Linked DNA regions of Sus scrofa: all the other regions are linked to region 1. Evidence: chromatin contacts called from public Hi-C data. All regions are on one chromosome and are shown on one strand. The core of a region is the stretch at or near the end of the contact, and the rest is flanking DNA. Distances in the headings are between cores, read along the strand shown. Region 1 holds the start of ERRFI1 (ERBB receptor feedback inhibitor 1). Region 2 has its middle 82 kb from the start of SLC45A1. Region 3 has its middle 120 kb from the start of SLC45A1. Region 4 has its middle 42 kb from the start of SLC45A1.

Evidence for each region. Hi-C and Micro-C count contacts between places; a contact is called where the count stands out from the background.
Region 2: a contact with region 1 is called in a Hi-C map of embryonic fibroblasts, with 3 times the contacts expected there. The contact joins the enhancer-like site here to the promoter of ERRFI1 in region 1. A contact is called at or near these places in 14 of 47 Hi-C or Micro-C datasets (alveolar macrophages, embryonic fibroblasts, epiblast stem cells and 9 more) and 2 of 2 datasets of contacts at active chromatin or transcription factors (alveolar macrophages and skeletal muscle).
Region 3: a contact with region 1 is called in a Hi-C map of skeletal muscle, with 5 times the contacts expected there. The contact joins the enhancer-like site here to the promoter of ERRFI1 in region 1. A contact is called at or near these places in 1 of 5 promoter capture datasets (liver), 4 of 47 Hi-C or Micro-C datasets (fetal skeletal muscle, liver and skeletal muscle) and 1 of 2 datasets of contacts at active chromatin or transcription factors (skeletal muscle).
Region 4: a Hi-C map of liver shows a contact between it and region 1, with 11 times the contacts expected there. The contact joins the enhancer-like site here to the promoter of ERRFI1 in region 1. A contact is called at or near these places in 8 of 47 Hi-C or Micro-C datasets (embryonic fibroblasts, liver, retroperitoneal adipose tissue and 1 more) and 1 of 2 datasets of contacts at active chromatin or transcription factors (skeletal muscle).

What each region holds. Positions count from the first base shown.
Region 1 is chr6:68,678,814-68,684,652 of Sscrofa11.1, forward strand. It overlaps ERRFI1 (ERBB receptor feedback inhibitor 1), which reads right to left and starts at 3,816. Exons shown (of 5, transcript XM_021095275.1): 1 at 3,653-3,816.
Region 2 is chr6:68,849,248-68,855,388 of Sscrofa11.1, forward strand. No RefSeq gene overlaps it. Among named protein-coding and RNA genes, the nearest start is that of SLC45A1, 82 kb to the right of the region's middle. Within about 2 kb of position 1,719, at least 24 of the 83 cell types and tissues checked have an H3K27ac peak or open chromatin away from gene starts, as enhancers often do. A contact at or near this core is called in embryonic fibroblasts, liver, omental adipose tissue and 3 more, where this site is marked.
Region 3 is chr6:68,816,120-68,821,434 of Sscrofa11.1, forward strand. No RefSeq gene overlaps it. Among named protein-coding and RNA genes, the nearest start is that of SLC45A1, 120 kb to the right of the region's middle. Within about 2 kb of position 1,747, at least 37 of the 83 cell types and tissues checked have an H3K27ac peak or open chromatin away from gene starts, as enhancers often do. A contact at or near this core is called in fetal skeletal muscle, liver and skeletal muscle, where this site is marked.
Region 4 is chr6:68,888,910-68,894,480 of Sscrofa11.1, forward strand. No RefSeq gene overlaps it. Among named protein-coding and RNA genes, the nearest start is that of SLC45A1, 42 kb to the right of the region's middle. Within about 2 kb of position 1,957, at least 27 of the 83 cell types and tissues checked have an H3K27ac peak or open chromatin away from gene starts, as enhancers often do. A contact at or near this core is called in liver, retroperitoneal adipose tissue and skeletal muscle, where this site is marked.

The sequences.
Region 1 (5,839 bases), core at 2,566-5,065:
CAAACCTGTTATTATTTACAGGTTGGTCCTCCATGTCCTTTAAAAAGGGCGGGTTGAGGTATCAGCCTTATATTCTGTGACCACTTCAAACAGGTCTTTTGAAACCGTCAGCTTTTAGTGACATGCTCATCCCCCCAGCCCATTAGGAATCCCATGACAGCATGACACTTGACACAACAAAGGGCTGTCTTCACCTACAAAAAGGGGTTCCTCTATCTCCCCAGGGGGCCTCTTTTTACTGCACTGGCAGCGCGGGCCCCAAGGCTGGCGTTGTAACCAGGCTCTCTGGTAAAATCCACAACTTTGTAGAATGTCTTGTATTTTTGCAAAGCACTCCACACATTACAAAGCGTTTTCTTTTTCTTGTCTTTTTGTCTTTTTAGGGCCACACCCACGGCATATGAAAGTTCCCAGGCTAGGGGTGGAACTGGAGCTGTAGTTGCCAACCTACACCACAGCCACAGCCATGCTGGATCCTTAACCCACTGAGCGAGGCCTGGGATCGAACCCGCGACCTCATGGTTCCTAGTCGGATTCGTTCCCGCTGCGCCATGACGGAAACTCCCCACAAAGCGCTTTCTAACACGTTATCTCGCTGGATCCCCACAAGGTCCCTGTAAGGGGAGGCGGGGCTCCCAGTCCCCATCTCCGAGAGGCGGAAACAGGTGAGGTTGGATAGCTTCCTGTCGGCAAAGGGCCATTGCATCTCTTCTGCCTGGCGACCCAGAGTTGTCCCCACACCACTTTCCCACCTCTCCCTCCTAGAGTCTCCTGCATTTTGGGCAACAGCTACCCCTCTCCTCTGAACATTCTCGTTTACAGACGTGGAAACTGTCAGAGGGCCGGCCCCGAGTGCCAGTCATCTGGAGAGGAAAACCCAATGTGCCCAGGTGCCTAGGTGCCAGGTTCTTAGAGGGCAAAGGCCTGACTGTTTGCACAATCAGATGCTTCTTCTGGACCAGACAGGACGCTAGGGGAGAGGCTGGCTCTGAGGAGGAGGTACCAAGCAGACAACTTCAGACTGGGGTAACTTCCAAGGAAATGCAGGGAACAGTCGTGAGGACAGGAGGCGAGAGCAGCTGTTTGCACAGGTGCTTAGGGAAGGCTTCGCTCAGGTGACTCTCAAAAGTCAAGTCTGAGGGAGGAAGAGAAGGCAGCCGGAGGAGTTAGGGGATGGCCGTTCTGCACAGAGCAGGGGTGGCATTTTTAAACCTAATCCGTAACTTGGTCGCGTTGCATTGTCTGAGGGTTTTCAACAGTGTCTTCTGAGCCTCACCTTCGTCCCGTTCCCTCGGTTCAACTTCGATGCTGCGTTGCATCACGGCACTCTGGGCAGAAAAGGGTTCATTCACGTGGCCAGACCCCCAGTTTCAACAATCTGATCCGTGCCCTTTTAGTCATATACTGCCCGATTTGATGGTCTAAGGGGTTGGATTAAAGTATCAACAAGGACTCCAAGTTGCAGCATCTGGTTTTTCCTTCTGAAATCTGAATCCCACACTCACTTTCCCCTATCTCAAAACAAATTTCGGTACTCAGCTAGTAACGTGTGTTCTGAACCTTGAAACTCACCAGTTTTATCTGTCTTCACCAAGCATGAGTTTCCACTGTGCGAATAATGCCAGAATGCCACAAAGGGATTTCCTGCATCTAGGGAGCTAGTCATCAGCTTTTAGAAAGCATGGCCAAACACCAACACTAAAGGATGCTAGAGGAATCCCGACAATGAGGGACCAATTCAAATTTATTTAGATTAAGATCAGAGTTGTTCCTCTGGTAGAGGGAGCCTATGACATTCAGATTCCAGGAATTACCCTCGGCACCACCTTTTCCCTCCTCTGCTCACTCTTCTAGAGCAACCTGATGGTATGCAGACATTCAGGTCAGCTTCAAGCATGTTAGATTGTACCTGTAATTTAGGTGACTTGCTGTCTAAAAGCTACCATCAGTATTAGCAGAAAGGAAGTATTATCTGGTTTGACTTCTGAGCAGCAGCAGCTAAGGGTTATTTCCACGCAAAAACTCAAGTCTACAGTGTAATTAAGTCTCACAGAGAGGGACTAGTATCCACTGTGAACTCAAAGGAGGAAGGCCAATGCATCAAAACGGAGATTCTACCTGTCAAAAATATAAATCATCCAGATGTTTCATAACAGCCATAAAAGAAAAAAAAAAAAAACAAAAAAAAAAAACCAAACCAAACAAGATTTGCTTTCAGACCCTTATCAGTGACTGGTCCAATCCCGCTGAGCTTTAAAATGTAAAATATGCTTCCCTGCAATTATTTATCAATCATCAACTATGTACAAAGCTGCATAAGATAGAAGCTGTACAAGGCAGAGTTCCTGCCCTTAAGGAGTTTACAATCTAATATCTGTTGGGTTATAAATGGTTAGTCCTAGACCTCCTCCCACCTATCAGTGTCCACGGGAACACACAGCCGCCGAAAAGAAACCTCTCTGGGAAGAGGGTAATGACGGCCAGTGTTTGAACTCCATGCTACAGCCTGTATGTATTTCTCTTTAAATCTGCTCAAAGAGCTTAGCTGATAACATACTGATAACCAATCATAGTCAGCATGTTAACAAGAAACCCCGACTTCTTTTATTTTGGTCTTAGCAATATTTAGTCATTTATTGACACAGGTACCAAAATGCCTTTGTTTAAGGAAAACGTGCACCTATATAACTCCAGTAGGGTTAAAAAAGAAAGACAGAAAGACAGAAGGCAAGACTAGGTATGGTGGACTTTAGATGCTTCATTCTCTCACATGTATCCCCACTGCATTTGGAAGAGATTTACGAGAGCTTAAAACTTCTGCAGAACACTTGTTCTCCAGAAGGAAAAAAAAAATCATTTTAACCTCACCTTTCTTCACCCCTGACAGTTGCCTAGAAACCAGTCCTGCCCTACCTGTGTTGCAGGTGTACCTAAAGTCACCAACACATCTCTTTTAAAGCTACAGTCTCTATTCTGACGGCACTTAAGTTTATGACTAACAATCTATTCATATTTTTTTATCAGGTAAGAGACTGGTTTCTTTCAAGCGATGATGAAACCTTAATACAGACTTCGCAAGCACCGATACAGTACCAATCACGGTAAAAGAGTCATCTAATTTGTACAAAGCTATGATATACACATAAAAACACACACACACGAGAAATACCCAAGAAGCGTTCACCTTTCAAACACAGAACTCTGCAGCTCCTTTCCTTGTGAAGCAGAATTTAGGACGTTCAGAGCACAGAACCCCGTACTGGGGGGAGGAAGAGGAGGAAGGCACGGAGCTGCCCACATGAATTAAGAACACCGACCGGGGATGAGCGTCGTCGCCGAGACTAGGCAGTGGGAGCGCGGGTCAGAACCGCTGCGGATTCCGGGCCCCCGCCGCTCCCAGGACCCGGTTTGCCGGCGCAGCCCCCGCGCGGAGGAGGAAAGAGCCCGAGGCCGCCGCCAGCCCGCGGGCGCAGGACCCCAGGTCGCCGCACCGGGAACCGCGTCCCCGGCGCCGGCCCCTCCCTCTGTCCCGGGAGATTCCGCGCCGGGCGACCCTCTCGGCGCCCGGGGGGCCCGCCCCGCGTCGGGAGCCGCCCGGAGCCCCGAGGGGCGCGGCGCCAGCCTCCCCGCCCCCGGCCCGCAGGCCCCTTACCCCAGCGGAGCCGCGGCTGCCCCACGGCGCCCTCCCGCGCATGTCCGTCCCGGCTGTCTCAGCGCCGCGGGCTCAGGGGCCCGGACACCGCGCAGGCGCCTCGCCACTCGCTAGCCGTTCACTCGCGCTCGCGTTCCCCACTCGCACTCGGCCGCCGTCGCCGATGCCGCCGCCGCCTCGCTATATAGCGGGTGGGCGGGTCCGTGACGTCACCACCCACCGCCCCACCTCCTCGGCGCAGCCAATCCCGGCTGCGAGCCGCTTAAAGGGGCGATGTCACGGCCGAGGCGCTCGCGTGGGGTCCACCTGCATCGCGCTGCCCTAAGGGGCAGCAACCTTTTGTCTCCCGCTGGATGTGTTTCTCGGCCGCCGCGGCCTTCACACCTCCTCTCGGCTGAATCCTGGCGGCCGCTGCCCAGCTCCCGGAACCCCTCACCCTGAATTTTCCTCCGAAGTGGGCGAACCTCCTGGCCGCGGCCGCGATTCCTGCTCGAACCAAAGGTGGCGCCGCGCCTCGCGCGGGAGTTAGTTACATCGTTACCATCCACGAGGAGGGTTTTGTCTTCCTGTGTCCGCGGGCCGCCGCGCGTGGGTGGGCTGAGGGCACCGGAGAAGGCGAGCGGGGCCTCTGCGGGGCTGCCCCTGCAGCCTGCAGGCCCCGCGCTCACCACGAGGCCCGCAGGCCGCGGCGTGGGAGGGCAGTGTGGGGCAGGGAGGGACATCCAGGGGCAGTGCAAGACAGGGAGGGACAGCGTGGGACCAGAGGGGACAGCATGGGAGAGAAGGGATGGTGTGGGACAGTGTGAGACAGTGAGGGGTAGCGAGGCCATACTGGTGAGGGCCTTTCATGGACCAGTGCCCAGCCGCCTCTCCTCTGACCACAGGTTTGTCGATGGAGGCCAGGCCCTGGTGGCAGTTGACCCGGAGAGGGCTGCCCACCCCCAGCCTGGCATCTGCCTGAGTGCCCACTCTCCTGTTTACTTAACAGACCCACACCGACCTCAACATCTTTTGGCATCAGGGCAGCCACGGATGCCCAAGGACAGAACACCAGCAAGCCTGCTGGAGGAGGTTTCTCGGGGCGCCGGTGATGCAACTTAGGCTTATAGTTTAACCGTAAAATAAATAATACAAATGATAACAAACCAAGAGTAACTAAAGTAAGAAAAAAAGCAAACAGACAGAAACCCTCCAGGTTTAGCTAGAACAAATCCGCTGAATGGTACTCTCCATTAAGTGGAGGCCGGAGACCTGCTGCTGACCTCTTTGGTCTCTGCAGAGGCCCAGTCTTGCCTTTCAGCAATAACGCAGGATAGTTAGACATTTAGTGCTACCTAATTGGGGTGGTTTAACATATGGAGTGAGATTCCGACCTCATTACCAGGTTAACTATTAACTTTGCACTCCCTGAAATGATTTGCCTTTTCTCTCCTATTATTTACTTACATTCTTCTAAATTTAATTCAAAGGCCTGATTTCGAATTCAAGGCCTTAAGCACATGCGTACACACACACACACACACACATACACACACACTCTGAAGTATCCTTTTGCCTTCTTTTATTGGTGAAATAAATACTAAGCAGAACTCTCCCCTCCATTCTGATGGGTTCCTTCTGGACCGCAGGGGCACTTGGATCATTTTCACGCTGCTTAAGAACAATTCGGTTATGCCATCTTTTTGTTAACCTTTCGTATTGCTATTCATTTACTGTTATTTAGAACCATGAACATGATTCACAACTAATTGCTAGTTTTCTCGCCCAATTAACTAGGTTTTTGGATTCACAGAAAGTCCATCTGGATGTTTTTCCCCCTATTTTTGTTTCATTTATGTTTATCACTTACCCATACGCTGTTATCCGTGTAAAAAAAGGATCAGCCTGAGAACTTTCCAGAGAACATCCTTTCAGACCTCACAGTTCAGCATTTACTGAATGGGAAACTAGACGAGCTCAAGTTTCAGCCAAAAGGAACCCTAGTTACGCTATTTCAAGTCACCACAACACAGTTGTAATTTGTGCTTTGGCCCGGTTGGCCTGCTTTTACATTCTCCTATTCATTAAACAGTGATAATGACTACAGTAACCATCAAACACACCCCTTCTTTCAAGGAAGATCAATAGGAGTCTTGCTATAGGGTTGACAGCTGTGGGATGTGCTCATGTTTTGGTAAATTCTCAAAA
Region 2 (6,141 bases), core at 469-2,968, 170 kb after region 1:
TGCCCTCAGCATGCAGAACTTCCCGGGCCAGGGGTCAGACCCCAGCCACAGCAGCAACAACACTGAGTCCTTAACGGCTAGGCTTCCCGGGAACGCCAGGAAGCACAAGTTTTGCCATTTCAGATGGCATCTTCTGGTGGTACAGACCTTCCCTTCTGAGCCTCACTGGCTGCTCTTTGCTGGGTGCTGTCAGAGTTAACACTCATTTCAAGGAGCAGTGGGTTCAGTCCCTCAGAGACCCCGTGGGGATAGACAGAGGCTAGGAAGCCCAAGGATGTAGAAGCCCCACATCTCAAGGCACCACCAGCCACCAAACGATCCCCAGGAAGGAATCTTGCATTTAGTCATTCATTAAGCATCGGTGGCGTGCCGGGCATCGTTCTAGCGCTTTACGGAAATGGGGCGTTCTTGTGTCCTGTTTTGATTCCTGGTCTTCAGAAGCAGAGAGAGACGTTAAATGATGTCCAGAGAAGCTGAACAGTGAGCTCAGAAAATGGGGAGCCAGGAGCCAGGCCCCATCTGTCCAGCTCCAGACCCTTAGCCTCTGGCTTCCCCTCCGCTTCCTTTTATGCATGTCCAGGAGGCTTTAGGTCGCCGCCACAAAGATGGGTGACGCCGCCTATTTATCAGCTCCGTTGTCACTCAGACAAAAGGCCTAGGGTCATGGAGCAGAGCTGGTTTTGCTGAGGATGAGTTTAGGAGATGTTGAGACCCGCCAGCTCTGGTGCCCCACCTGCCTCCATCCAGGCGTCTCATGGCCAGCTGCTGGTGGTTTGGCGAGCCTCCCAGGCATCCTTTAAAGCCTGTGTGGCCCCTCCTGGCCTTTGGTGAATGTGAGGTTCTTACTGGCAACCTTGAGGAATCAGGGTTTTCTCTCTTCCAGGTGAGTAAATAAGAGTTTGTCAATAACACCTGGGGAGAGTTCACAGCTCAGGGTCACTTTGGGCTACTAGCCTTGGCACCGCAACTACCACAGGCTGGCAGAGGGGATCCTGCCTACGGATGGTGTGTGGGGGGTTGGAGGAAACCCCTGAAAGCCTCTGTCTGGCTAGGCAGGCTGGCGATGGGTCCCGTCTCACTGCTCGTGAGCCCCGTGGCTGGTTGCCAGGAGGTAGGAGTGAGTGGCTCCTCTCTGGAAGATCATAAAACGCCTGCAAACATGTGCTTTGTGTTCAGGGAAAGGTGTCAAATTCTGGCCCTTGAAATAATTTTCCAGGTCCTTCTACAAGCAAAAAAAAAAAAAAAAGAAAAGAAAAAAGTTTTCATTTGGAGAAGGAGGGAGGGAGGAAATACGAAGACCAGAAAGGAATTGCCAAGTTAGCAGAAAACTCCAAAGTCTCCAAAAATCAGAGAGGAGCTTTGTCCTGGGGGGCCTGTTCTAAAGACAGAGGTGCCCTGTTTCTGCAAAAGGAACATTCAGAACCACGATCGAATTCGTGGCGTTCGGCCGGGCACACCTGGACAGCTAAGCATCCTCACGTGTGCCCCGAGGACCCCTCGCTCCAGCTTTGAGAAAACGTGGTTCTGCATATGTGGATGGTCTCTGCCCACCCAGGGCCAGGGCAGCCCCCAGCCCCAGGGGACAGGCTGTCTTGGCACCAAGCACGCACGGAGCTGTCCACCAGCCTGTCCTCATTAGCATGGCTTGGGCTCGGCGGTCGATCTGTCCATGCCAGAGGAAATCTGAGTCATCCGCCTCCTTCTCCACCACGACATGCTTCTGGGAATGCGGAGGGCACGGGGCGACGTGACATTCCTTAGCTCGTAGTTGGAAGGCAACTCCCCACTTCCTTCCTCGTCACGTTGCATCATCTTTCCCAACAGGACCAAACAGATTTACTTGAAACTTACGTGCCTTGAGGACAGAAGGGCCCCGCCCCTCTGTTTAGAGCCCAGCCCGCTTATCCTGCCCCAGAGGGCGAGGGGCAGGTGTCATGCACAGCTGTTCTCCAGCCTTTGCAGGGATAGGAAAGACATGTGACGTACACTCTGGGCTCATCTCATGATCATGAAGAAAACGGCAACGTAACGCACATATATGTCACAGCACATGAGCACGCGGCATCTATGACACATCAGCTCGGGTGAGGGGTATAGAGGTTTTTGAAAATTCTACGCCCTTGTCATCTCAGAATACGTCGCAGGAAGGGTAGACGATCTCTGGGAACCTTTGGCCTGTGGGTAAATCTCTGTACGTCGAAATCTCAGAAGGATGTTATTTATTAACGGTGTGGTTACAGCACACATTGGGGATTTGGGGGGAAGCTGGGGACAGGGGTGATGGGTGCAGCAGTGACAAGACCGGTATCTGCTTCTGGAAGGCCACAGAGTCCAGATGGAGATGGACCCTCCACGTCACTCAGTGGGGGGGGGGGGCGTGCCAAGTGTGGGGCCCAGGGGAGGGGCAGGGAGGGCCAGCCACCAGAGCAGCCAGAGCGCTGTTTGAGCCGGGCAGGGAGACGGCAGGGAGACTGGGAAAAGGTGTCCATCCAGGAGGAGGGACCGTCACACACAGTGTGGGAAAGTGCAGGGAGATAGGAAGGCAGTCAGCTCGCAGATGGAGAGCTGGAAGCCAGGGCGGGCTGGTGCAGGTGGAGGAGTGACACGGTGGAACCAGGCAAGGACAATTCAGGTTTTAGTTTGTACGTGGCCGTCAAGAGTCCTGACTGGATGACAGGCCCCAGACATACCGTGGAAAGGTCATGCTGGCAGCACCGGGAAATGTGTCCTGAGAAAGGCTGCAGGTGGGAGGTCATGTCTGTGCCACAGGTGGGCCGGGACTGCACGTGACCCATAGCAAAGGCCGAAGAGGGTGAGACAGGCATAACGCTAACAGGGTGCATCGCACAGCCCCCACGAGACACTAAGCACCTGCTGTCTCCCTTCACGAGCAGAACTGCAGCCTAAGTCGTAGGTCAGCTACCGCCTCTTCCTACAGATGAAGAACAGAGGCTCAGAGAAGGGAGGGAACTGCTCATGGTGATGAAGCAGCAGGGCCAGGAATTCCCGCCGTGGCTCAGCAGAAACGAATCTGACCAGCATCCATGAGGACGTGGGTTCGATCCCTGGCCTTGCTCAGTGGGTTAAGGAGCTGGCATTGCCGTGAGCTGTGGTGTAGGTCGCAGACACAGCTGGCAGCTACAGCTCCGATTCGACCCCTAGCCTGGGAACTTCCATATGCTGCAGGTGTGGCCCTAAAATAAAAGACCCAAAAAAACCCCAAAGAAACAAAGCAGCAGGGCCAGCATTTTAACTGAGGTGGGTCTGACTCCAGCCATACTCTGTATAATGGAATAACAGAATGACTTGGAACCCAGCTAACTGTGGGCAGAGGAGGGAGGGGTTCTGATGGCTTCCACCTGGGTGGCTTTGAGCACAGGTGACAGTGGGTCCAAAGGGGGACAGGCAGCTATGGGGGGGAGGACCTTGTCACTAGGTTGATCAGAACCAAAAGAAAACTTGGCCCCAGCAGAAGGCCTCAGGTCATACGAAGAGTCTGGGATGGGGGCTATAGGCCAGAGGCTCATGTAATGGATGAGACTAGAAATGTCCACTGGGTGCCAGGGAAAGTGTTGGCATATACCATCGAGGTAGGAAAGCAACGTGCGAACAGATTTAGAGAAGCGAGGGTTGGTAAGGTGCCGGCACTGAGCTCAGCGCTCGCCGTGCATCCTGACACCTGCGATAAGAGGCTGTTGCCATCTCAGAGGTCAGGAAACAGAAGCTTGGAGATGTTAAGTAACCGCCTGAGGCCACCCAGTTAGTACCAGCAAACCTGGCCCTGGAGCTGGTGCCTCACTCCCCAGGGCGTCCACATGGAGGCAGGCCGGGCACAGCCACCTCCAGGGGTTTTCAGGCAGTGGCTGGAACTGGAAGCGCCTGACATTTCCTTAATTTGCTTATCTGCCTCTGTCTACAGTTAATATGCACTGATTTTGTAACAAGAAGAAAAGGAGGTTTATCAAAGCCAAAAGGTGGATGCGTAATTTGATAGACTTTTTGGAAGACAATGTTCCAACCTCCATCAGAAGCTGAAAATTTGGCATATCCATCGAGCCAACAATTCCATTTTTCAAAGATTCGAACAAGCTAGAGCTGTATGTACACAGCAGTAGGTTAGACACAACTTGAGATAACTGTCTGATGATAAAGTGTTGAGATCAATTTTGGCTCAGTCGTATACAGTTGAAGTCCATCCTTGGTGGCATCAAAAAGGACCATGTGGGAGTTCCCTGGTGGCTCAGTGGGTTAAGGATCTGGTGTTGTCACTACAGTGGCTCGGGTCATTGCTATGGTGCAGGATTGATGCCTGGCTCAGGAACTTCTCCATGCTGCAGACATGGTCAAGAAGAAAGGGACCACCTAGGCCAACACGGGTATGTATATGTCATGCATGATCTATTAACACAAGAGGGAAACACACTAAAAAACATTATCTTCCAGTTGGTCTTATTTGGGTAAAAATATGTATTTGTATGAATACATCCATGAAATGATTCAGCTCTTTAGAAAAACAGCATAGCAAATAATTTGTTCGTTTTAACTGCGATAAGTGTTCATCAGAAGAGGCTGTGTTGAGGGTATGATGGGGAGGAAATCCAGCCAGGATGGCCGGTGGCACCTGATGGGTGAGTAAGAATCCCAAGGATATATGTCAAAAGTCTTTATGACTTAAAGTTTACTTTTAATTACCTAGATTTTCTAGATTTTTTTCCCCTATAATAAAACAGATTCCTTGGGGAGAAATGTTTACTTTTATTTTATTTTATTTGCGTCTTTTTAGGGCTGCACCTGAAGCATATGGAGGTTCCCAGGCTAGGGGTCTAATCAGAGCTGTACCCACTGGCCTATGTCACAGCCACAGCAACGCCAGATCCAAGCCACGTCTGTGACCTACACCAGAGCTCATGGCAACACCGGATCCTTAACCCACTGAGAGAGATCACGGGTCAAACCCGCAACCTCATGGTTCCTTTGGGTTCGTTTCCGATGCACCACGATGGGAACTCCAGAAATGTTTACTTTTAAATAATTTTTAAAACCAAGAGGTGGGATTAGTAGCTGCATACTATTACATTTCGAATGGGTTAGGGTTAGGGTTAGGGTTAGGGTTAGGGTTAGGGTTAGGGTTAGGGTTAGGGTTATAGTTCCCTGTCCTGCTGTACAGCACAGGGAACTATATCCATTCACTTGAGATAGACCATGATGGCAGAGAGCATGAGAAAAAGCACGTATGTGTATATATGACTGGGTCACTGTGCTGTATGGTAGAAATGGACAGAACAGGAGTTCTGGCTCAGTGAGTTAAGAATCCAGCTAATATCCATGAGGAGGTGGGTTTCGCGCCTGGCCGTCCTCACTGGGTGTTGCTGCAAACTGTGGAGTAGGTTGCAGATGCAGCTTGGGTCCCGAGTTGCTGTGGCTTTGGCGTAGGCTGGCAGCTGTAGCTCCAATGCAACCCCTAGCCCGGGAATTTCCACATGCTGCAGGTGCAGTTGTAAAAAGAAAAATCAGAAAGAAATTGATGGAACATTGTAAATCAACTATAATTTTAAAAATGTATATACATGAAACAAAAAAGGAGGAAGGAAACAGAGAGAGAAATAAGAAAAGATGAAGGATGTGTGGGTCCAAGGACTCAGAGGAGAGACCTTCCAGAAGGCAGTCAGCAGTATCAGCTGCCTCTGAAAGACCCAGCGGGGTGAAGACCAAGACGAAGAAGGGAGGGAGCCTTGAGTGACTTTGTGTATCTTACGGGAAACATTTATTTATTGCTACTTTTCTCCAGCCACCTTCCTCTCTCAGGGCAGACCCTCATCTTGCATCGCCTCCTCTTGGATGCCACAACCTGGATATTCCGTGGGTGGTTCAGTTGGCATCAGAATTGGGTCCTCCCTCCACCCCTTCACTCCAGCCCCCGAACAGTCAGACAAGCAGACGACACCTGACTCATTCATCTGTATTCTCCATCTTCCTTGGCTCCATTGCCTGAGTGTCATTCTAGATTCCTCCCTCCCACTTCCTATGCACACTCACATGATCCTTTAAACATCTTTTTGATGAAGCTTTCATCCTGAGTTAAACCTTCCTCAGCTCTTATCTACACTGACTCACCACCAGCTCACCTGTGGTCCTCCTTGG
Region 3 (5,315 bases), core at 497-2,996, 140 kb after region 1:
AGCCACTAAACAACAACCTTCCGGGCCAAGAAGCACAGGTGCAGATGTTTTCTCCGCAGGGAGGGTGTGAGCTGGGTGTTATGGGCTGCACACTCCTATCAGAAGCCGATAAGTGAGATTCTGGGTCATTGGTCCTCCGCTGATCGGAGATGTATTTCCTAAGCTCCAAGTGTGAACAGCTGACGATGAATCATCGCCACGGGCCAAGTTCGCCACACAAAAATCTATTGGTGTAAACACGCGCACACACACACATGCACCTGTGCACCTTACACCCGGTAACCAGGGCCCCCCAGGAAGGGGTGAAAGCAGACAGATGGTGTGTGCCTTCCTCTCCCCAGTTACAACCAGAAAGCGAAATCAGATGGAAGGGAGGGGACAGGACAGTCACCAGGGATTCAGCATAAGGGAGAAGCCGAGACACAGAGGGATCCTTGCTGGCAGGTGTGTTGCTAGGATTCCATGTGCGTGAGCACCTCTGGCTTTTACATGCCATTGGCATGAGCCACATCCGGGTACCCTCCCTACAGCCTCCCTGGGACTCCAGTCACCTGGTCCCTTCAGAGGTGCACTCCCACGACCCACTCCCTTACTGGGGTGGCATGTCACCTCATCACACAACGTCACACAACAACTAAGCCATGGCTTTTCAGAGTCTGGCTACCAAGGTGCGTGTCTGAGGGCAGCTGTTCCAACACTTTGGAGCTGTCGAAGGTCTGAAGGGTTTTTTGGGTTTTTTTGTTTTTTTCTTGTTAGGGCCACACCCACAGCATACAGAGGTTCCCAGGCTAGGGGTCCAATCAGAGCTACAGCTGCTGGCCTACACCACAGCCACAGCAATGCTGGATCCTTAACCCACTGAGCGAGGCCAGGGATCGAACCCGCATCCTCATGGATACTAGTTGGATTTGTTTCTGCTGTACCACGATGGGAACTCCCCTGAAGGGTTTATCAGTAGGAGTTCACGGCTGTGCATCTTCTGTCATAGAAACAATAGGTCAGCATCCAAGTCTCATTCATTCTTCACTGGGTTCCTTGCCGCACCTGCGATCCACCTGCAGCGCATCCTCTGTCTCCGCCTCTCTTGACCTCTCTGATGAAAATGTAAAGTTCTTAAAAACACCGGGATACAACACTCTCCAGGGATTTAATCTAATTACCCTGTGGGATGGGTCAGCGACACTCCCTGGTGAGGTCAGAGGGGTGCTCCAGTCCCAGCATCTCTTTCCCTGGGGGTCCCAGCTGATTTCTCTGCAACCTCTGAGCCGTAGGTGAGTGGCACTGCCCTCAAATGCCTCCTGTGGGCTTTCTCCCCTGCGTGTCTGAGCTCTTTCTACCTTATCTGGTCTCTGCTGGCACCTTCCAGAAGTCAGGCTAAAATACTGCAATGGAAGTGGGGTGATTTGGTGCCATAAGCGGTAACAGAAATGCTGCCCATGACAAGTCTGGGTTCAATAGACAATCTCCAAACGGGGGAGAGAGGGAGGGAGGGAGGGAGGGATGGTGGGGGGAAGGAAGAGAGAAAGAAAAGAAAGGAAGGAAGGAAGAGAGGGAGGGAGGGTAGAAGAAGGAGAAGAAAGAGAAGGAAGGAAGAGAAAGAATGAGCGAACGAAAGAAAGAAAGAGAAAGGAAGAAGGGAAGAAAGAAAGAAAGGGACTGCCTGGCACCCATCCCAAGCATTTCACCCACAAACTGGTTTAGGCCAGTGAGACAGGATGTTCTGCAGAGCAAAGATCATGTGATCACACAGCGTGAACAAACAGATGGTGTATCATTAACAAAATGCAAGGCTGCATTTCACAGTCTCTGCTCGGTGTCAGTGACCCAGGCAATTTAATTAAAAACATAAAAAAATAAAAAGTGACAAAGGCCAAAGTTTCATCCTGTTCAAATTCATCAACCACGTGGAGGGACTGCCTGAAATGCAAGCCCACACATCTGGCCCCCAGGAAGTGTGACCGGAGGGCTCCCTCTTTGTAATCAGATCTCTGGTTCTGCAGGGAGCAGAGGGAGGCGGTCCCGGGATAGAGGCCTGTCCCCGTACCCCCACCCCTACCCCATGGGGAAGAAAGGCAAGCTGCAAGCTGCAAGCTGCAGGGAGGACCAGGCTGAACACACAGTGAATCCTGAACACACATAAGAAGGTGGCCAGTGTCGCCTTGGATCTAAGCAGACTCCAGGTGGGCCAGGTGGGCTCCACCAAGGGTTGTCACCGGATGCCTCACTCTGCCATTGGCAGCCCAAGGTGATGGTCAGGGCTGTGGGCCTGGGGCTCCACCATCCCCTGGTGATGGGCACCTGACTGTGTTCTCACCTGTGGAATCGTGCCAGGGTTTTCCTCTTCGGAGGGATCAATGGGAAGAGCAGGTCAAGGCCCAGGACAGCATCTGACACCACGGCCTCCTGGATCCAGCTCCTTCCACAGAGGCTGCCTTAACCACCAGGGCTCAGCTGAGCCAGAACATGCCGGCCTCACAGGGGAGGGCATGGGGCACAGCAGGTGGCACCAAAAAGAAAGCAGAGGGGGAGTTCCCGTCATGGCTCAGTGGAAACGAATCGGACTAGGAACCATGAGGTCGCGGGTTCGATCCCTGGCCTCGCTCAGTGGGTGAAGGATCTGGTGTTGCCGTGAGCTGTGGTGCAGGTCGCAGATGCAGCTCAGATCCCGCGTGGCTGTGGCTGTGGCGTAGGCCAGCAGCTTCAGCTCCAATTAGATCCCTAGCCTGGGAACCTTCATATGGAGCGGGTGTCGCCCTGAACATACAAAAGACAAAAAAAAAAAAAAAAAAGGAAAGAAAAAGAAAGCAGAGGGACAGGCAGGGGCAGGGAGGGAAATGGAGCAGCAAGACATTCCCCAGAGTTGGCCGGTGGTGGTGCAGTGCCAGGGGGTAGGGGTGTCACAGCTGGCTGGCAGAGGTGCCAGCTTGCCCAGAGTTGGGTGGCATTTAGGACTTTGTCTTCAGGCAGAGGCGCCGCTGGTGCTCTTCTGGAAATGGATTTGATGAGGTGCATGTTTTCAAAGGCTCCTCTGAGGTCGTGTAGATCCTGTGCCGGATGGTGGCGGTGGTGCCAGGCCACCGCAGATGAAGAGGCCTGAGGGTTTCCCCCAGGCGAGAAAGCCGAGGGGGAGAGGTTGAAGGGAGTTGGAGATGGTGCAGGAATCCATGAGGACGGGTGCTGATGTTTTCAGAAGAGAATATAATGTAACCACAGGCCTCTGAGCAGGCAAATGAAGGCATTCTGAATCCCAAGTGCAGCTCATAAGAGTATGGGGGCTTCTTTGTATGTCGGCTTCTATGGAGAAGAGTAGCTTTCTACTAGTTTTCCATTTTTTTTTTAAAGTATACTTGATTTGCAATGTTGTGCCAATTTCCGCTGTACAGCAAAGTGACCCCGTCATACACACATATCCATTCTTTTTCTCGTATTATCTTCCCTCAGGTTCTATCCCAAGAGACTGGATAGAGTTCCCTGTGCTGTACAGCAGGACCTCATTGCTTATCCATTCTAAATGTCAGCGTTGGCATCTACCAACCCCAGACTGCCCGTCCATCCCATGCCCTCTCCCCTCCCCCTTGGCAGCCACCAGTCTGTTGTCTGTGGGTCTGTTTCTGTTTTGTAGACAGGCTCCTCTGGAGAGCAGTGTCTTTCTTCCTCCCTTCTTTCTTTCCTTCCTTCCTTTCTTTTTTAGGGGATTCAAGCCGCATCTTCAACCTACACCACAGCTCACGGCAATGCCAGCTCCTTAACCCACTGAGTGAGGCCAGGGATCAAACCCACGTCTTCACGGATGCTAGTCAGTTTCGTTACTGCTGAGTCACAAAAGGAACTCCTGGAGGGCAGTGGTTTTCTAGATTACAGACATTCTAAATAAAACGTGGAGATACCTTGGTTTTAGCGCAATGACATGTAAAAGAAGCACAAATCTGACGTCAAGGCTTTCGAGAGAAACACACATCTCACACGGCAAGCTCTTTGCAAGCAGCTGGCATATGATGTGACCTGCGCAGTGAACAGTTTGAAACAGCTCCTCCAGCTCGCCCTTCAATGCTTGTTCATCGTTTACTAGCAGTTATCAAGGACCCATTACATGCTCTGCTCTAGATGCTGGTCTGGTGAACATGACCCTGAGGGTCTCTGCCCGTGGGGACCTCGTGAGGAAAGGCAGGCAGACAGATAGCTAGGTTGTGTCAGGTGGCTATTCTAGATTAGGCAGCCAGGAAGATCTCTGTCTGGGTTGTTTAGACTCTGATCTGAATGACAAGAAGAATCCAGCCCCACAAAGAACTGAGAGAGAGCCTTTTATTTTAATTCTTTCTCTTTTATTTTTTGGCCAAACCCCCAGCATGCAGAAATTCCCGGGCCAGGGATTGAACCCATACCATAGAGTGACACCTCAGAGAGAGCCTTTTAGGCAGAATAGCTTGTGCAAAGGCCCTGAGGTGGAAACGAGCTTGGCATGTTTCTGGAAGAAAGTCGACATAGCTGGAGTTCGGGGAGCAGGACAACCAGGACACCAGGATAAGGATGTGGGAAGACTGAGGCCAGGTCACAGGCAAGGAGGTGCCCAGAGGTGGGTGACTCAGGACATGCTTTGAACCAACAGGACTCTATCAAGGATTGAAAGTTGGAAATGAAAGCATCATTTCCGTCCTTGCAAGGTGAGTGTGAAATCAGATTGAGGTACCTGGGAAGGGAGTGGTTCCTACAGTGGGGAGTTCATTTACCTTTGTTTGTGTGTTTGGTTTCTTTCTTTTCAGGGCTGCACCCATGGCATATAGAAGTTCCCAGGCTAGGGGTCAAATCTGAGTTGCATCTGCAAGCCTAGGCCACAGCCACAGCAACACCACACCCAAGCCGCATCTGTGACCTACGCTACAGCTTGCAGCAACGGTGGATCCTTAATCCACTGAGTGAGGCCCAGGATCGAACCTCATCCTCACGAACACTGCCCTGGCTTCTTAACCCACTGAGCCACAATGGGAACTCCAGCTTCTGCTTTTTTTGTTTGTTTGTTTTTTTCCAATGAAGTCGAAGAAGGATGCTCTGCTGAAGGTGGGGAGGGCTTGGAGTGGTGAACTGTGGTTCTCAAACATTAGCATGTCTCAGAATCTCAGGAGATTGTGTTAAAATACACAGCTGGGCCCCACCCCCAGTTCCTGACTCAGCGGCTCTGGGGCGGGGCCTGAATGTTTGTGTTTCCAGCATGTTCCTGGGGGATGCCGAAGCTGCTCTCCTGGGCACCTGCTTGGACAGGGGCAAGTGTACACAATTATGGAGGGCATGGAAGGCGTGTCTCGGTGGGAAAGCGGGCG
Region 4 (5,571 bases), core at 707-3,206, 210 kb after region 1:
CACCTGTGACGTGCTGGCTAATCCATTCATCTTAGATGTTGGTAAGTTCCTAGAGATGAACAAAAAGGGAAAAGACGTGGAGAGTCCACTGGGCCCTGCAATGGAAGCTGAAGCAGCCAGAGCTCTGAGCAGCCCCCATGAAGCTCGAAGGAAGGAGGTAGTTGAGCCCTGGAGGTGGAGATGGGATCTTTTTCCTCCATCTTTGGAAGGAAGGGGACGTCACAGATGATTTTCAGCCAGTAAGTTCCTCCATCAGGTTTATAATTGCATATGTTCCCAGGCTTGGTGGAGGACAATGAAGCCAGGGCAGCAAAGAGGACCCCTGAGGTCCCAGGAGGCCATTTCATGGTCCAGGTGGAAGGTGAGAATGTCCTGAGGGGGGGAGGCAGTGAGCACAGAGCGATGTGGGTGGATGGCGCCAAGGTCTTCAGGAAGGACAAACAATCCATAAGACCTGCCGAAGGGTGGGAGAAGGTCGGGGGACCCCAGGATGTGGGCCCAGGTCCTGGAAAGCAGAACTGGGGAGGATGCCATTTGATGAGAAATGGAAACTGAGAAGGGCCTGGCGGACAGGGAGGACCTTGAGTTGGGTCTTGAGTTGGGTCTTGGTGACTCAGGGCAAACAGCATGACAGAACAGGTGGAGAAGGAGCATCATGCACATGTGAGATATTTGGTGGATGGAGGACAATAAGGTCTTTAGATACATTGAACATTGGGAGTCAAAGAGGTAGAGGTGACAAGGACGGACGCAGGTCTCCAGCTTGTACCATCTAGAAAGGTGGTCGTGGGGATATAGGGGCAAATGCATTTCCTTATTTTTGCCATTTGCCTTGGACTTTTGCTTGAGGTGGGGTTAATACAGCTCACTGCAGGGAGATGGTTTGCCCCGGCCGGTTTATGAGCGTTGAGGTGAAATATATCAGATGACAGAAATTTCGGGCCACGCTACACCAGTATCCTACAAATGAGGTCTTCAGTATCCCCAGGAAATAACACAAAGCCCTGCATTACCCAGAGTTCGTCCATCACGTCCAACCTCAGGAGGCTGTGCGTTTGCTTATGATAAACTCCCAGAGCATCTCCCTAAAAGCACTGAATTCCAGGAGCAACTAAGAAAAGTCTCCGACTGTAAGTTGACCCTGTTACCTGCGCACACCTGCTGAATCGCTTTTTAAATGCTCACCAAAACGACAGTGTCTCTTGTTTCCGGTACAACTTGGAGCCACAAAAACTAATTATATCACCTTCAAAATCCGTCCGTCCCGTGGTTTGCATCCAAAGGTCAACGTGCAGACGAGAAATGGTCTAGTGCTTTCAAACGCAGGGCGCAACACATAAATATTTATCACAGGAGGACAGGAACTCGTTGTACACGTGTGTTTACCTTATCAGGCAGTTACCTGGGGCAACGAGTCCTCTGTCTGCTTCCTGTTCCCAATTCCTTTTGTCCAAGACCTTGGGCAATTGTTTATTTGACGGAGCGTTCCGTACCATTCCCTCTCTTCTGGGAATAAGGGCACAGGATGCTAAACAAACATATCTCCTGGTCACCGATACCTGGTTTCTGGGGAGGAGAGGGTTCTAGGTGTTTGCTAGAAAGATCCAACAGCAAGGGAAAACTGTGGTTATACCCAGCAGAGAACAGAAAGCCCGCCTTTCTCCAGCCAGGGCTGGCTTGTTTTGATGAGCGTTTTGAATGCTCTCCATGGACTTTATGGAATGTTCCGGCTTTCGATAGTGAAGGTGATACAGCAGATGTACAGGCAAACAACAGTTGCAAGTGTGGCCTGTGGCAAAACACAGCCTTCCGTTTTATGGCTCTTTGCTATGTTTATAAAAACGCGAATGTTAGAGAAACGGTGGCCAGGCTGGCTTTCCTCTGGCCACATATTTGTTTTGGCCACTCTGAGCTTGCATTTCACAAGTTCTCATACTAACTAGCTCAAGCCTTTGTTACATAAGAAAGCCCAGCTGGGCCGGGTGCCAACGAGTCAACTCAGCATTTTTCCACCTCCCCACCGCAGTCCAGAGGAATGGATTCAAGGATCTTCAGCGTAGACGATCTATCAGACCCTATTTCCAGTCTGTTTAGTCTCTTCTCCTTGCCGAGCTACTAACTCTGAAGGTTTACCAGCAACTCTGCATGGTTACAGTTTCATTTGCATTTAATTTGCATATATTTTAATTTGCACTTAATTTGTGTGGGCCTTTGTATCTCTCCTTTCTGAATTGCCTGTGGTCCTTGGCTCATTTTTTTTTTTTTTTGGTCTTTTGAGGGCTGCACCCACGGCACCTGGGCGTTCCCAGGCTAGGGATCTAATTGGAGCTGTAGCCACCGGCCTACACCACAGCCACAGCAACACCAGATCCAAGCTGGGTCTTCAACCTACACCACAGCTCACGCAACAATGGATCCTTAACCCACTGAGTGAAGCCAGGGATCAAACCTGCATCCTCATGGTTACTAGTTGGATTCGTTTCCACTGAGCCACACAGGAACTCCCTTTATTTTTTCTGTCCATGAAGAAGTTCCTGGGCCAGGGATTGAACCTGCACTATAGCAGCCATCCAAGCTGCTGCAGTGACAACGCCAGATCCTTAACCCACTGCGCCACCAGGAAACTCCTGCCTACATTTTTCTACTGGAGTTTTAATATCACTTCTGTAAAGGATATTAAGCAGATCAGCACTTCTTTGTTATATAAAATTACCATCTATCCCTTGGGCACCTCTCTGGTTCCTGGGCATTTGGTTCTAAATGTTCCCCTTCCAAGTTTCATTCGATATCTTCCCAATGAATTTTCCAAAATTTGGCAAACAAATTCATGTTAATATTCAATGATGGAGTGAGAACAGGGTTTGGTCTCTCTTGTGCATTTTGAATCCCAGCACCTAGCTGGGCCTCGGCCAATTAGGCATTGGATAAATATTTGTCTGATGGACAGAAAACCTAAAAATCCGTGTCGAAATTATTCTCTAGTGTCCCTCAAACCACCCCCTTACTGGGAAAGAAAGAAAGAAAGAAATCTAACCTATTTATCCTAATCCCAACATCAACCTCTCCTTCTTGTGATTATTTTAACAGTTCATCTAGGTATTTTCTTGGAGTTCCCCATGTGGCTCAGCAGATTAAGAACCCAACGTAGTGTCCGTGAGGATATGGATTCGAGCCCTGGCTTCACTTAGTGGGTTAAGGTCTGGCATTGCCGCAAGCTTTAGCATAGGTCACAGATATGGCTCGGATCTGGTGGGGCTGTGCCTGTGACTTCGGCTGGCAGCTACAGCTCTGATTCGATCCCGACCCAGGGAAATTTCATATGCCTCCAGCGTAGCTGTAAAAAGAAAAGAAAAAAAATTTTTGACATACAATATTTAAAAATGCATATGGCATGTAGGTTGTACCCCAAAGTATGGGCATACTTACAGCTTTGCTTCTGAAATCCTTCCTGATGTATTTTAAGGGCTTTTGACCACAGCGATCCTTTTAGGCAGTATCACTGATGGAGCAGTGTCCTGTAACTCCCTGAAAAGTGATATAATGGAGCGTATTGCCCTCTAATTATAATCAGTGTTACAATGCCAAGTTTCCCTGATTCATCAGCTTGTACTTGTCCACCCTGAAACGAGTTTTCAGGGCTATGCAAACCCCATGCATGTGGGACAGAGGCTGTGCATCACAACCGTGGAATGAACTGAGGAATTCTGGGAGTGTCCCTCTTGCTCCAGAACCTCCCCCACATCCAAGTTCAACAGCGCCTGGGCCACCCGAGTTCATCCATTCCCCATTTATGGGGCGCTGACTGTGTCGGATATCACGCGAGGCACCGACAGCAGGGATGTGTGCCTGCGGCTAACAATTTCCAGGCGTCCTTTTCGGTTCAGCTGAGGCAGCTATCACATTCATCACAGATGCCTCAGCATGAATCGATTTATGAGGGCCCGCAAGGTCACGGAGGCTGGAAGGCGTGGAGTGGGACTCCCTTCCGGGCTGTCTGGTTCCACGTGTTCCAAATGTGTTGCCCAACCACGTCGTCATTTTGGGAGGTTACGCATTTACTGCAACGATCCTGCCATTTCCCTGAACATGTTTGGAACGACCCTCTGGGAATCTGATGAGACACGGAAGGACTCAGAATCTAACTCCATCTCAACGAGTAAGCCGCTAAGATACTATCAGTGAATTACTCCCATTCTCCAGCCCCTGTTTTCTCACTTGGAGAACGAGGAGATCAGACCCATTATCTTGGGAGAGTCCTTGCAGCGCTAACCATCCCTGGTCCTGTCCTAACCTCAGCATTTCCTTTTGTTGAGAGCTTGACTTCTGTGTCCTTCTCGGTGGATCTATCCTGTTGGGTTTGTGGACAGATGACATAGGACGAGGGCCGTGGAGACAATGAAGATGATAAAGCACGAGCTGGGGGGAGGTTACAGTCTTATAACTACACATCTTCCGATCTTTAGTCCACTGCGACTCTCTCCAGCCTGCACCTCATTTTGAAGTTCAATGAATAAAAAATGCATTGAATGGAGTTCCCGTTAACTGCTCAGCGGGTTACGAACCCCAACTAGAAGAGGGGTCTAGTCTGAGACCTGAAGGATGCTGGGAGGGCTGAATTGTTCCACCTGCCCACAAAGCCACATCAAAGGCCTAACCCCGAGTTCCTGAGAAGGTGACTTTCTGTGGAACTAGGGTTGTGGCCGATACAGTCGGTTAAGACGAGGTCCTCTTGGAGTAGGGTGGTGGGCCCTCCCCCAGTACGACTGGGGTCCTTAGAAAAAGAGACGAACTTAAAGGAAAACATCACGTGAGGATGGAAGCCGAGGCTGGAGGGACACAGCTTCAAGCCAAAGAGTGCTGAGAATTGCTGGCCCCACCGGAAGCTGCCACAGGCAAAGAAGGAATCTCTTCAGGTTTCAGAAGGAAGACAACTCAACAACACCTGATTTTGGACTTTTTTCCTGGGCCGGGGACTGAACCCATGCCATAGCAGTTACAATAATGGATCCTTAACCTGCTGAGCCACCAGGGACCTTCAATTCTCGCCCTCTAGTTTCCAGAACGCTGCGAAAAGAAATTTCCATGTTAAGCCACCCAGTTTGGGGTCATTTTTTTACAGCAGCCCCAGAAAATGCATAACACAGCAAAGGAGCCGGGCACACTGAGAATGGAGGAAGAGGGCGCCCCGGCCGAGGAAACAGCATTTGCAGTGGCTCTAAGGAGGCAAAAAGCTGGGCAAGTTCAAGGAAACCGAAAGAAAGCTTCTGAGGTCCAGCCCCGCCAGGAACAAGTTCCACCCCCGGAAACCTGTTTGCTTGCTTGTGATGGTGATGGGAGCTGGTAGAGGCTGCTCGGCCAGTGAATGGCAGGACCTGCCCCGAAAGAAGATGGCTCTGCTGCTGCTGGTCATGAAAGGGATGGAGGGAGGAAGGGATGGAGGGAGCGGGAGCCTGGAACCTTGGTGGGAGGTGGTGGCCCCTGCACTGAGATGGGGTGTGAGAGGATGAGAATGCCAGGTTCTGGAGTAGATGGAGAAAAGCTAGGTAGCGGGGCGGGGGCGGGGGGGGGGGC